Linked DNA regions of Mus musculus: region 2 is linked to region 1. A link is a contact called in public HiChIP or PLAC-seq data. All regions are on one chromosome and are shown on one strand. Each heading gives the region's core, a stretch centred on a gene start, on an enhancer-like site or on the middle of the called end of the contact. The rest is flanking DNA. Distances are from core to core; before and after follow the strand shown.

The links. HiChIP or PLAC-seq counts read pairs in DNA pulled down with a chosen protein or histone mark.
Region 2: a contact with region 1 is called in an H3K4me3 HiChIP or PLAC-seq map of embryonic basal ganglia, with 2.9 times the contacts expected there. The contact joins two enhancer-like sites. A contact is called at or near these places in 4 of 115 datasets of contacts at active chromatin or transcription factors (differentiating embryonic stem cells, embryonic basal ganglia, extraembryonic endoderm stem cells and 1 more).

Annotation. Positions count from the first base shown.
Region 1 is chr12:29,093,693-29,098,825 of GRCm38.p6, forward strand. No RefSeq gene overlaps it. Among named protein-coding and RNA genes, the nearest start is that of Gm31333, 46 kb to the right of the region's middle. Within about 2 kb of position 2,534, at least 110 of the 459 cell types and tissues checked have an H3K27ac peak or open chromatin away from gene starts, as enhancers often do. A contact at or near this core is called in embryonic basal ganglia, where this site is marked.
Region 2 is chr12:29,628,210-29,633,342 of GRCm38.p6, forward strand. All of the region lies in intron 2 of Myt1l (myelin transcription factor 1-like), which reads left to right. Among named protein-coding and RNA genes, the nearest start is that of C630031E19Rik, 56 kb to the right of the region's middle. Within about 2 kb of position 2,067, at least 26 of the 459 cell types and tissues checked have an H3K27ac peak or open chromatin away from gene starts, as enhancers often do. A contact at or near this core is called in embryonic basal ganglia, where this site is marked.

The DNA of each region.
Region 1 (5,133 bases), core at 1,284-3,783:
CAGCAATGAAAAAGTAACTCGGTCAAGACCTCACTAGAAGTTCCTCTAGTAGAATCGGAACTCAGTTTAGATGGCCTTTCACACCAGCAGTAGATGTTGCCATTTCACTCACAGCCAAAATGCTGTTGTGGCAAGACAGGCCCTGGTGCATGGCACTCTTGTAAAGAGAGCAGTCAGGTCTATATTCCCACACAACTAGGCAGAAGGTACAATGGTGTGTGGCTGCACACCCGTATAATACACAAAGCCCTTTTCCCAGGCCAGTGTCTTTGCCTGGGGAAAAGAGTAAGACCCCTCTAGACAGTCAAAACTCATTTCTGTAGATGGCAGATCAGGGGGCTCCAGTGCCACCAAGGATACTAACAGAGCATGGAACATAGTTCTGGGTCACTGAGGGGCAAATTGACCCTGGAAACCAGCTCTTATTGCTCCCCTCACCAGATCTTTGCTTTAGAAGGAGAACAGGTAGAACTCATGCTTTTAATTCCAGCACACAGGGAGCAGAGGCAGGCAGATCTCTGGGAATCCAAGGCTAGACTGATCTGCAAAGCAAGTTCTAGACCAGTCAGGACTACACAGTGAGACGTTGTCTCCATCCTCCTCATCCCCGCCAAATGAAAGAGAACATGTGACTTCAACCCCAAACATGACATCGGTATGTGCCATTTAGAGCAAGGGGCTTTAACAAGAATATAAAATAGAGGAACCTCTGCACAATCTTCCTCTGTCACATCTCAGCTAACCTCCATCTTGTGTTCTTGCTGAGGCCATTTCAGGGTTAACTAGAATTAGATCTCCTTGATGGAGAATCCCTTGGAAAAGTATCCAACTCTATTCTAGGAATCTGAGTTGATAGCTACACATCTTAGCTTTGTTTACGCTGCCTGATTGTGTAAACCTCCCCAGTGCGGCTGCTGAGTGAGATAACCAGAAGTGGTGTTTAGCCCCTTGTTCTAAATGCTGGGGGTCCCCTGTGGACCCCCCAATACCTGAATATAGTTCCAGCCAGCTGGAATAAAGACCTTTAGTTGACTATAAGCTGTGTCATTTCTGGTGGTCTTCTCATAACAACAAATAAAACAACTTCCCGGTGCATCCCAGAAGGCAGCTTTGCAGGGGAGAAAGTAGCCGTGAAGTTAATTGGTCAAAGGATACATTCTTACATTCTGTTCTAGAAGGGGAGCCCTGTAGCTGTGCTGGTTGCAGCTGCTCTACAAAGGCCAACTGGTGGTTTTGAAGTCTTCCGGGTATAGTATCCTAGCCAGAAGCTCATGGGTATGTTCTGACTCCTGGCAGACAGGCTCTCTGGTCTTTGTCTTGGAGAGGGATAATATGGACCTTCTGCTAGTCTGAGAGGCAACTACAGGACCTTGGGATTAAAGCTGATTCCTCCTAAAAGGCTCAGGAATGGGCCTTCCTAGAAGCCTGGGGGTGCGGGGGACATTCCATTGCTACCCACTAGGTAATGTTTCCCTGGAAAACATGGCATACCTGGGCAAGGTCTGTAGAAGAAGATCTCCCCTACGTGACTAATGGATGCACTGCAGGCATGCAAGGAGGGGCTTTGGGACTTGAACTGTCCTCTATAAGCAGAATGACCTGAAACAGGTCACACACTTCAGGCTTCATGAAGAATAAATTACAAGCATTGTGAAAGACAAAGCAGTAAGGTGGCTGCCATCACTCTCTGCTACGGGGGCTCCTGCACAGATTCTTCTCTGCCAGGCTACCCCTCCAGCACAGTTTTGAATCCCATTTTCTTTTTCCCTAAATCCTCCAGGATAGATAGCTGCTGGCTGTGCTGGCTTCTTGGGGCATAATCAGCCTCTGGTCACCTCCCTGCTGGGCCTGCTATTACCCCTTGAGTGAGCTGAGGCTGTGATCTTACCATTCAGCAAGAGGCAGCCACTCCATACAGCAGAGCCTCCTCTTGAGGCATCCTCCTTCCATAGTGGGGCACCAACAGCTCTGGGGACTGTGCCCTCTTGTTTGATTTGTTTCAACTCTCCCCATGCCCTCCTCTCCCTGCAGAGGTTCTCTGAGGGACCCTGAAAGGTGTTTGTGTGTGAAGACTTCTAGGATGGCTTCTGACTCCTGGGGATGTTTTAGGTCTGAGGCTGATACCCTAGTCTCAGATTCCAAGTGCCTAAGACTGTTTACAGAAGCCTCCAGGCCCTCCCCACAAAGGTAGCCAAGTTGGTTCATTAATTCTGAAAACACCAGTCAGAGCGCTTTCCTTGTGCCACTGGTGCAAATATATTCAAATGATCATTCAAATGATTTAACAGGCAAAGGGTCAGCCTTCCCAGAGTAAATCCCATTTCTAATGTGCCCATCTGAGTGATTTCATTAGGGTGCAATGTTAAAGAGAAGTGTATACCGCTGCATAACTTATACAAATGTATGCAAATGAAGTGCTTGAAAGAGCCCTGGTGGAATTCCTTGGAGATTCCCCAGCATTCCACTGCTGCCCGCGGATCAGCTGTTATCATCACAAAGAGCAGCAGCTCCCAGCAGGGACAGGAGGGTTAGAGAGGCTAAGATGTGGGGAGGGGAGAGCAACAGCGACACCCAGGAAGCCCTTCCAGTTCTGGAGAGCGGTGCCTGCCCCGGGCTGGCTGTTCAATCAACCTCCCCCACAGAGCTGGATTTGCAGCAGTCTGCCTGGTGCTCAGAATACAAATCAGCTCTAAACTTTTGAACCCTTTTGGTAGGAAGAGGAAAAAAAATCTTCATGAGGAGAAGCCAGATGCAGATCCAGTCTCGGGACGAGTTAAATTTATTTTCAAGGAATGAGGTGGGGAGAAGAGCCAGGCAGGGCCACCAGAGCTTCTATTTGGACCTTCTTGGGGGCTGCCCCCGGCCCTGGACTAATTGGTCTTAGATTGAGAGCTGGATAATCAGCACGGTGGCATCGTGCCTGTCACCTTTCCGAGGAAAACCCCGAGGTCAAGCATACATGTCTATAAGGATGTATTTATTTTGCAGTGTTGGGGGATGAACCCAGAGCCTTTCATATGCTCAGCAGACGCTGTGCTAATATTGGTAGATATTGGGGTTTAAAGGGTACCTGCCAGGATCTGCAGGCATTTGTGCTCTGCGACAGGGAATTGGACAGAGTCATATGGATGGTGGCAAGCAAAGCCACAGTAGGATTTATTGCAGAAGAATACACTTCCAAGGGAGGAGGTGGGAGGGAGCAAGGGTGAAAGTTTCGAGGCTCGAAAGGTGCCCATGCAGAAAAGATTGGGACATTTGTAGAATGTGCTCTTTCATCTGTGAGTTCTCTATGTTACAAGTCCAGGGTGTATGTCGAGGGGCATTCCAGTCTTTATATCTGCCAGTGAGTTTGGGTTTTTTTTGGGGGGGGGGAGATATGATAATTTTGTAGGCTTTGTACGAAGACTTCCAGGCTCCACTCTCCTGCCTATTGTCACTGAGCTGCATTCTCAGCTGCCCTTGTTAGGGTTTTCATTGCTACAACAAAACACCATGACCAAAAAGCAAACTGGGGAAGAAAGGGTTTATTTGGCTTACATTTTCATAGGTTCATCACCAAAGGAAGTCAGGATAGGAACTCAAACAGGGCAGGATCCTGGAGGCAGGAGCTGATGCAGAGGCCATGGAGGGGTGCTATTTATTGGCTCTCTTCCCCCCACCCCTCCCCCCCCCAAGATTTCTTATAGAACCCAGGACCATTATTAGCCCAGGGATGGTACCACCCACCGTGGGCTGGGCCCTTCCACATTGGTTACTAATTGAGAAAGTGTCTTATATCTGGACCTCATGGAAGCATTTCTTCAACTGAGGCTTCTTCTCTGATGACACTAACTGTGTCAAGTTGACACACATTAAAAACAACCAGCATACCAGCCTTTGGTGAGTTTAGGTCTGGTGCAGCCCAGGACTCTTTGCACTTGAGCCCTCACCTGCTCAGCCTCTATAGTGATAGATTGATGGGAATGTGCATGCTACCCCCTCTGACAGGTGACAGGTCTTTGGTATCATCAGACCGCAAAATGCTCAGCCAAATGCATATTCTCTACTTGTGTCTTCAGGACATAATGGACTGCCCTCCTCTCTCTCCTTCACTGTGTAGTCTCCTTCCAGAACACAGGGGAAGGTCTGTACCTGTCTCTACAGAGCCAGTTGGTACAGAGGTAATTTAGTGAGAGAGGCACAGAAGGTCTGTGGGTCACTTGACCAGTCCTTTCAGTACTCTGTTTTGAGGCATGGTTTCACTATGTAGAAGAGGCTAGCCTCAAACTCATAGAGATCCACTTGCCCCCTCTGCCTCCTAAGTGCTGGGGTTAAAGGTCTATACCGTTATGCCCCTGTTTTGTCACTCTGGAAGTTTATGTGCAAGGTGAAGGTCACCCATTGCCTTTGGTGTCCCATCTACCCTAGACACCTGGATCAGAAATTGCTTTGAGACTCCAGGGCAGAACCTGGGGTCCGCTATATGTGGGGCCTAGTTTAGCTTAGGGACATTGGGGTACAGAACTGGCTTAGCTGTCATTTTGGACATAGCCCTTTTTGTCAGCCCTTGTCAGAGTCCTATAGTGCTCTCTCTGGGTGTTGTTCACTGCAGCTGGCTGCCTAGAACCTTGGCTACCTAGAATCAGACATCTGTGGGGTCAGAATGCCACCATCTTGTGTGTACATGCATGTTTGAGTGCTTGTGTGAGTGTGTGTGTGTGTGTGTGTGTGTGTGTGTGTGTGTGTATCTGTGTGTACATGCTTTGGGGCTCTTCACATCCATCCTGGTATCATGGATGAGCTTTGATCCTATCACTGCCTGAAGAATTATCCTCTCTAAGATACCCCATGGCCCTGGATGAAAAAGATCTTATGTAAATCCTTGTTTTCCACGAATGCTGTAGAAACCCACTTGTCACATCAATAATGCCCACATTTCTCACACCCACAGATCCCTGGAGGCAAGAGATGGTTTAATATTTATGCTGTATGTATAGCAGGGCACCTAATCAAGAGAACAATTAAAGATTGACTTAAGCTGTTGTCTTGGACATGGTCTGCTGTATTCTTTTCTCCATATGCTGTAGTATTTTCTCTGTGGTTTGTAGTAGTCCTTCCTCCATGGTCTGATGCAGTCCTTTCTCTGTGGCTGAC
Region 2 (5,133 bases), core at 817-3,316, 530 kb after region 1:
GCAGTCAGGTGTAACTGATAGGGCATGGTAGAATCTGTCTGTAATCCTAGCACTTAGGAGGTGAGGTGGAGAAATTTACAACAGAGGAGTGAAGGTCTTCCAGGCATAGGGTTTCCATGTTTACACGTGGAAGGACCATTGGAAACTCACACCATATACATCTTGTCCCCTGCAACTGGCCAGCCTGTAGGAAAGAAGGCATCATCTTCTCTGTGCCCCTGAATCCTTTCATCCATAAATAAGTGCCAGGCTCAGAGAACATTGTCATCTGGGAGACGGAGCCCCATTACGGGACCACAAAAGACCAGGAAAACATGGAACAGGGAGGGATCACCAAGAATGCAGCCTTCTTCTGAGGTCTGGACTGCCCCCTGGCTGTCAGTATGGCGTATGGCTCTCCGTAGATCTGGTCCAGCATGTCGACTAGGGACGATTTTCTAGGCCATTTAAATAGGTGAAGTGATTATGTGACCTGGTGATGTCTGGTAATGTCCCAGTGGTGTGTCAACACAGTAAACACTGTGTGGCACCCATCTGCCTGAGGACAAATCTGTGCCAAAAACCCAAGCCCACTCAGAGACAATTCCAGAGGGGCCAGTGTTAATCTCCACTCCACTGACAGTACCTTAAACTCTACCTCCAGAGCCATAACAGAGCTCATATCCAGAACTGTAAACAAGGCAGTTGTGAACTTGGCGTCCATCACGAGCCCATTAGAACATGAAGACTGATATTTGTGGGCTTAGTTCAAGCATGAATGCAGGTGTTTTGATCTATGAAGGAAGCATCTATATGTATAATTCCTTTCAGGAAACATTGTGTTTGTTTGTTCGTTTGTAGTGCTGAGGCAGGACTCAGTCTTGAGCATGCTAGTTAAGCTCTCTGAGCTAATCCCAAGCCGTGTCTTTAAAACACAGGCTATATTCAAAGATGGTTAGGGTCACATGTAAACATTATTGGATTAGTTCTCTAAAGAATATTTTAAACTCAATTTTAATATTTCAATGTGGAAATAAGCAAATGTACTATGTACCCTATTTATTAGTATAAACAAATTATAAATAATTAATTCATATGTATTTCTATAAACACGAGAAACAATCTTTGGGTTTTTTTTTTTGTTTTTAAGTATACTCTCGTGTTTCTTATAAAGAATTAGAAATAGGATTGGGATGATAGCTCAGTGAGTATCTTGCAAGTAAAGTACTTGTCTTGCAAGAGTGAGGACTTGAGTTCAATCCCTCAGTATCCACAAAAATGCATATGTACCTATATGCATGCATGCATACAAACATACATAGGCCAGGTGTGGAGGGACATATTTGTAATGCCAGCTCTGGAGAGGCAGAGACAGATGGATTCTACCCTGCCTAACCTGTTTCATGAGTCCCAGGCCAATGCGAAACTTTGCCTTGAAACAATAAGGATGGTGGCCTCCAATCCTGACAGATGTATGTGCACATGCCGTGGGCATCTGTATGTACACTGAGACACAACAGGAACAGACACAGGCATGCACACATAGCAAGCAAGCACATAGTCTGCGTGTACCAATTCGGAGTATCTTTGGGAATGCTAGAAAAAAGGCTGGGTGAAGCAGCTCTGGCCACAGTGAGTCTGTCTGTATTGAGTTTGATGATGAATGCAGCAAACAAGGATGTGGGACTTTCACAGTGTATTTTTAGCTAGCTCTAAGGTATACCACCCTCCCCTCCTTGCAGAATTATTTTTAATTCCCCAGAGCATGCTCCCTGCCACTCATCACCATGTTTGGGGCCTGCTCTTTTTCACTGAGGCTGCAGTGCCTTCCTCTGGGTGCCGCTCATCAATGCAGAACTGATTTGGAGCTGAACTGTATAATAATAAGCCTTTCAGCGCCAGCCCCACACTTGCCTTGTAATTAAGGCCTGATGGTTGTGTTGACGGCAAATGAAAGAAAATGGCTTTGTTCTCTCTTCCCTGGCTTGATTGCGGGTTCTCTCGCTCACCTGAATTCCACCCATCCTGCATTGTGCCTGTGATTGCTGGAGGACCATAATTGCAGTCCCAGCAGATGACATTTCCAGGAGGTACAGTCTGTGCAGCTCCAGGGGGAACTGATGGAGCCGTGCCTGGTGAAACTCGTCAAGGGTAGATCTAGGGAACGCCTATGTGGAAGTTAAGCTGGGACCAAACACCGGGATCCTCCTCTGACATTAGCTGTACCCAGTGGTGCATGGCTGCAGCCCGCCTCACCCTCTGCCTACAGTCCAAAAGGACAGACTGAGCACAGGCACAAAAGTTCAGTAAGTGCAGGTGAGCCACACCTTTGAAAGACCTTTGGGGCTGAAGAGGTGGCTCAACAGTTAAGAGTATTTGCTATTCTTGACGAGATCCTGAATTCTATTCCCAGCACCCACGTGGCAGCTCAGAATTACTCTAGTTCCTGGGGACCTGATACCCTTTTCTGACCTCCACAGGTACCAGACATGAGCATACACAAGTAAAAGCTTACTACTCCTGCACACAAACAAAGAAACTGAGGCTGGGGCAGTGCCTCCATTTTACAGTGTTTGCCGTGGAACCACAAGGACCCCAGCTCAGATCTCCAGTTCTCATATAAAATGTCAGTGTGGCAGCTCACACCTGTAACCCCAGTGCTTAGGAAACAGGTACAAGAGAATCCATGGGCTCTTTGGCCACTTAGCCTAGAGGAATCAGGCTCAATGGGAGACCTTGCCTCAAAAAAGATGGTGAGGCATCAGTAAGACAGACTCCAGATAAGGATCTCTGGCCTATGAGTACACACACACACACACACACACACACACACACACACACACACACACACACACACACACAAATTCCTCTGGCAATGACTCAAGAAGGGGATCAGAAGCAGAAAACACTTAGGTAAACACACTCCTTTGAGCAGTTCTGGTACACCTTGCTTCCTCTGGAAAGGGCCTCATTAGACTTTATATGCAGCTTGCAGCTGTGTTCATCAGTTCTCTTTACTCATAAAGACTAAACTCAATGCCAGAGAAGACGTTTGTAAATATCCATAACCTGCCAGCATCTTGAAGCTGGTCTGATGGCTAATCTTGGTTGTCATCCTGACCACATCTGGAATCTAGTAAAACCCGAGCGGCTGGGCACACCTCTGGGGAAATTTTCTTGATATGGATCACCTGAGGTAAGGACACCTATGCTAAATCCTGATCATTTGAGCTCAGAAGCCCCACCCTAAAATCTGGGCCACACCTTCTGGTCGAAATCCACATCAAATGGTGGAAAAGAAGAAAGCTTTTGCTCTTTGCCTCCTTGCCCTCACTCTCACTGGCAAGATCATCGATTTCCCTGCTGAATTATGCCTTCACTGCTGTTAGAGCCTACTTCTTTAGAACTCTACAATAGACCAAAGGCAAGCTAAGACATTCAGACTCATGGAGGAGCCAACTACCTCTTCCTTCACCTTCCCGTTGAGAGACAGCCATTGCTTAACTAGTCCAACAACACCTGTAAACCAATCTAATAAATCCCCTTTAATATATGTATATGTATGTGTATGTGTGTGTATGTGTATGTATATGTGTATGTATATAGATACGGTGTATATTTATTTAATATGTATGTATACATGTATGTATGTATTCACCCTGTCAGTTCTGTTACTCTAGAGAACTCTGACTAACACAGCTAGTGTATGTGCCTTTGGTATTTGGATTTGACAGGAGATGCCCAAATCTGGAGTATATGTCCGAGAACATATATCAAAAGGAATAACCAAAAGTCGATCAGCTTCCATAGGACACTACATGAACCCTCCCACACTGCCACAATTTGTCTCAGGGTAGACTTCTCCCCACATAAACATCACATTTGCTCAGAGAAACTCAATTCACACTCTTTCACGACTGCAGTGATTACTCACAGTGGAAAACAACAACCAAGCATCCTTTCCTGGAGGATGAGTCTGGGTTTATCTGACATTCCACTCATCTGCTGGACAGGCTACTCAGTGGGAAGGACTATGGTGCAGAAGTGAGGGTTAGCCCATCCTGAGGCCTTGGGCATGTTCCTTACTCTCTTTCATTCTTAACATTTCTGCCATAAAAAGAAAGTTTAAACCATCTGTTATAGTGGATGCCTGTAATCCCATTGCACGGAACGGAGGTGGGGGTAAGGAGAATCAGGAATTTAATGTCATCCATGGCTATGTAGTAAGTTAGAGGTTATCCTGGGATGTCTCAAGGAAACAAAAACAAAAATGGAGGGGAAGGAAATCTAACTTCTGGCAGAGACCAATCACTACTTCTTTATTGTTATCTCTATATTTTCATATACGTTTTTATCAACATATCTGGACTTTTATTGAGTTTTAAAGTTTGCAGGAAGTGTAACAGTAAGCATATGACAGTACAGGTCAGCGTGACTTCAGGGATGCATGCAATCTTCACACCAAGCCCAGGGAGTGGGGCATGGGTCCCTGGAGCATATATGCTCATGGAGAGGAGGTGGCTAGGGGGCGGGCGGAGTCCCAGGCTCTGTTCAGATCTCTTAGAACACCCTTGAGGAGTGTGTTAACTCAGCCACTTCTCCTCACTCATCCCTCCCATCTCTGTGTCCCCAAGACTCGGAATAGCATGTCACTTGGACTCTAGCACCACTAGCAGTGAGGTTGACTGATGTCTGTGGCAGTCCTGCCATAGGTCTCACTCGATTACCTTTACCTTTCTGAAGAGCTTGGTGGCCCAAGAGCTCATGATGATGTGCATGTTGGTAAGCTTGCCCAATAAACTTATAGAGGTTGGCAAATTCGTAGGCTTATGTTTTGCTTTTTTTGTATTATATTTACCTACATTGACAGAACAATGAAAGAAAATATTTTTTTAAGTGCTTGCTTCTTCCACCTCTCTCAAGAACAGTTTCTAATTATTTTAACTAAACAGTCTAACCACTCAGGATGCCTACAGCTCTAATGGCCAGCTTTTGTAAGTCACTTTGGTAGAAACAGTATTGCTGTAGGTTGGCTTTGCATATTGAATGTTACACATCCTTCTAACCAATGTTAACAAAGAGCAGAGTGAAGATCAGAACTTTTTAATGAAATGACTCCTGCTATTGACACTGATGTTGATTTATAATCTGGCA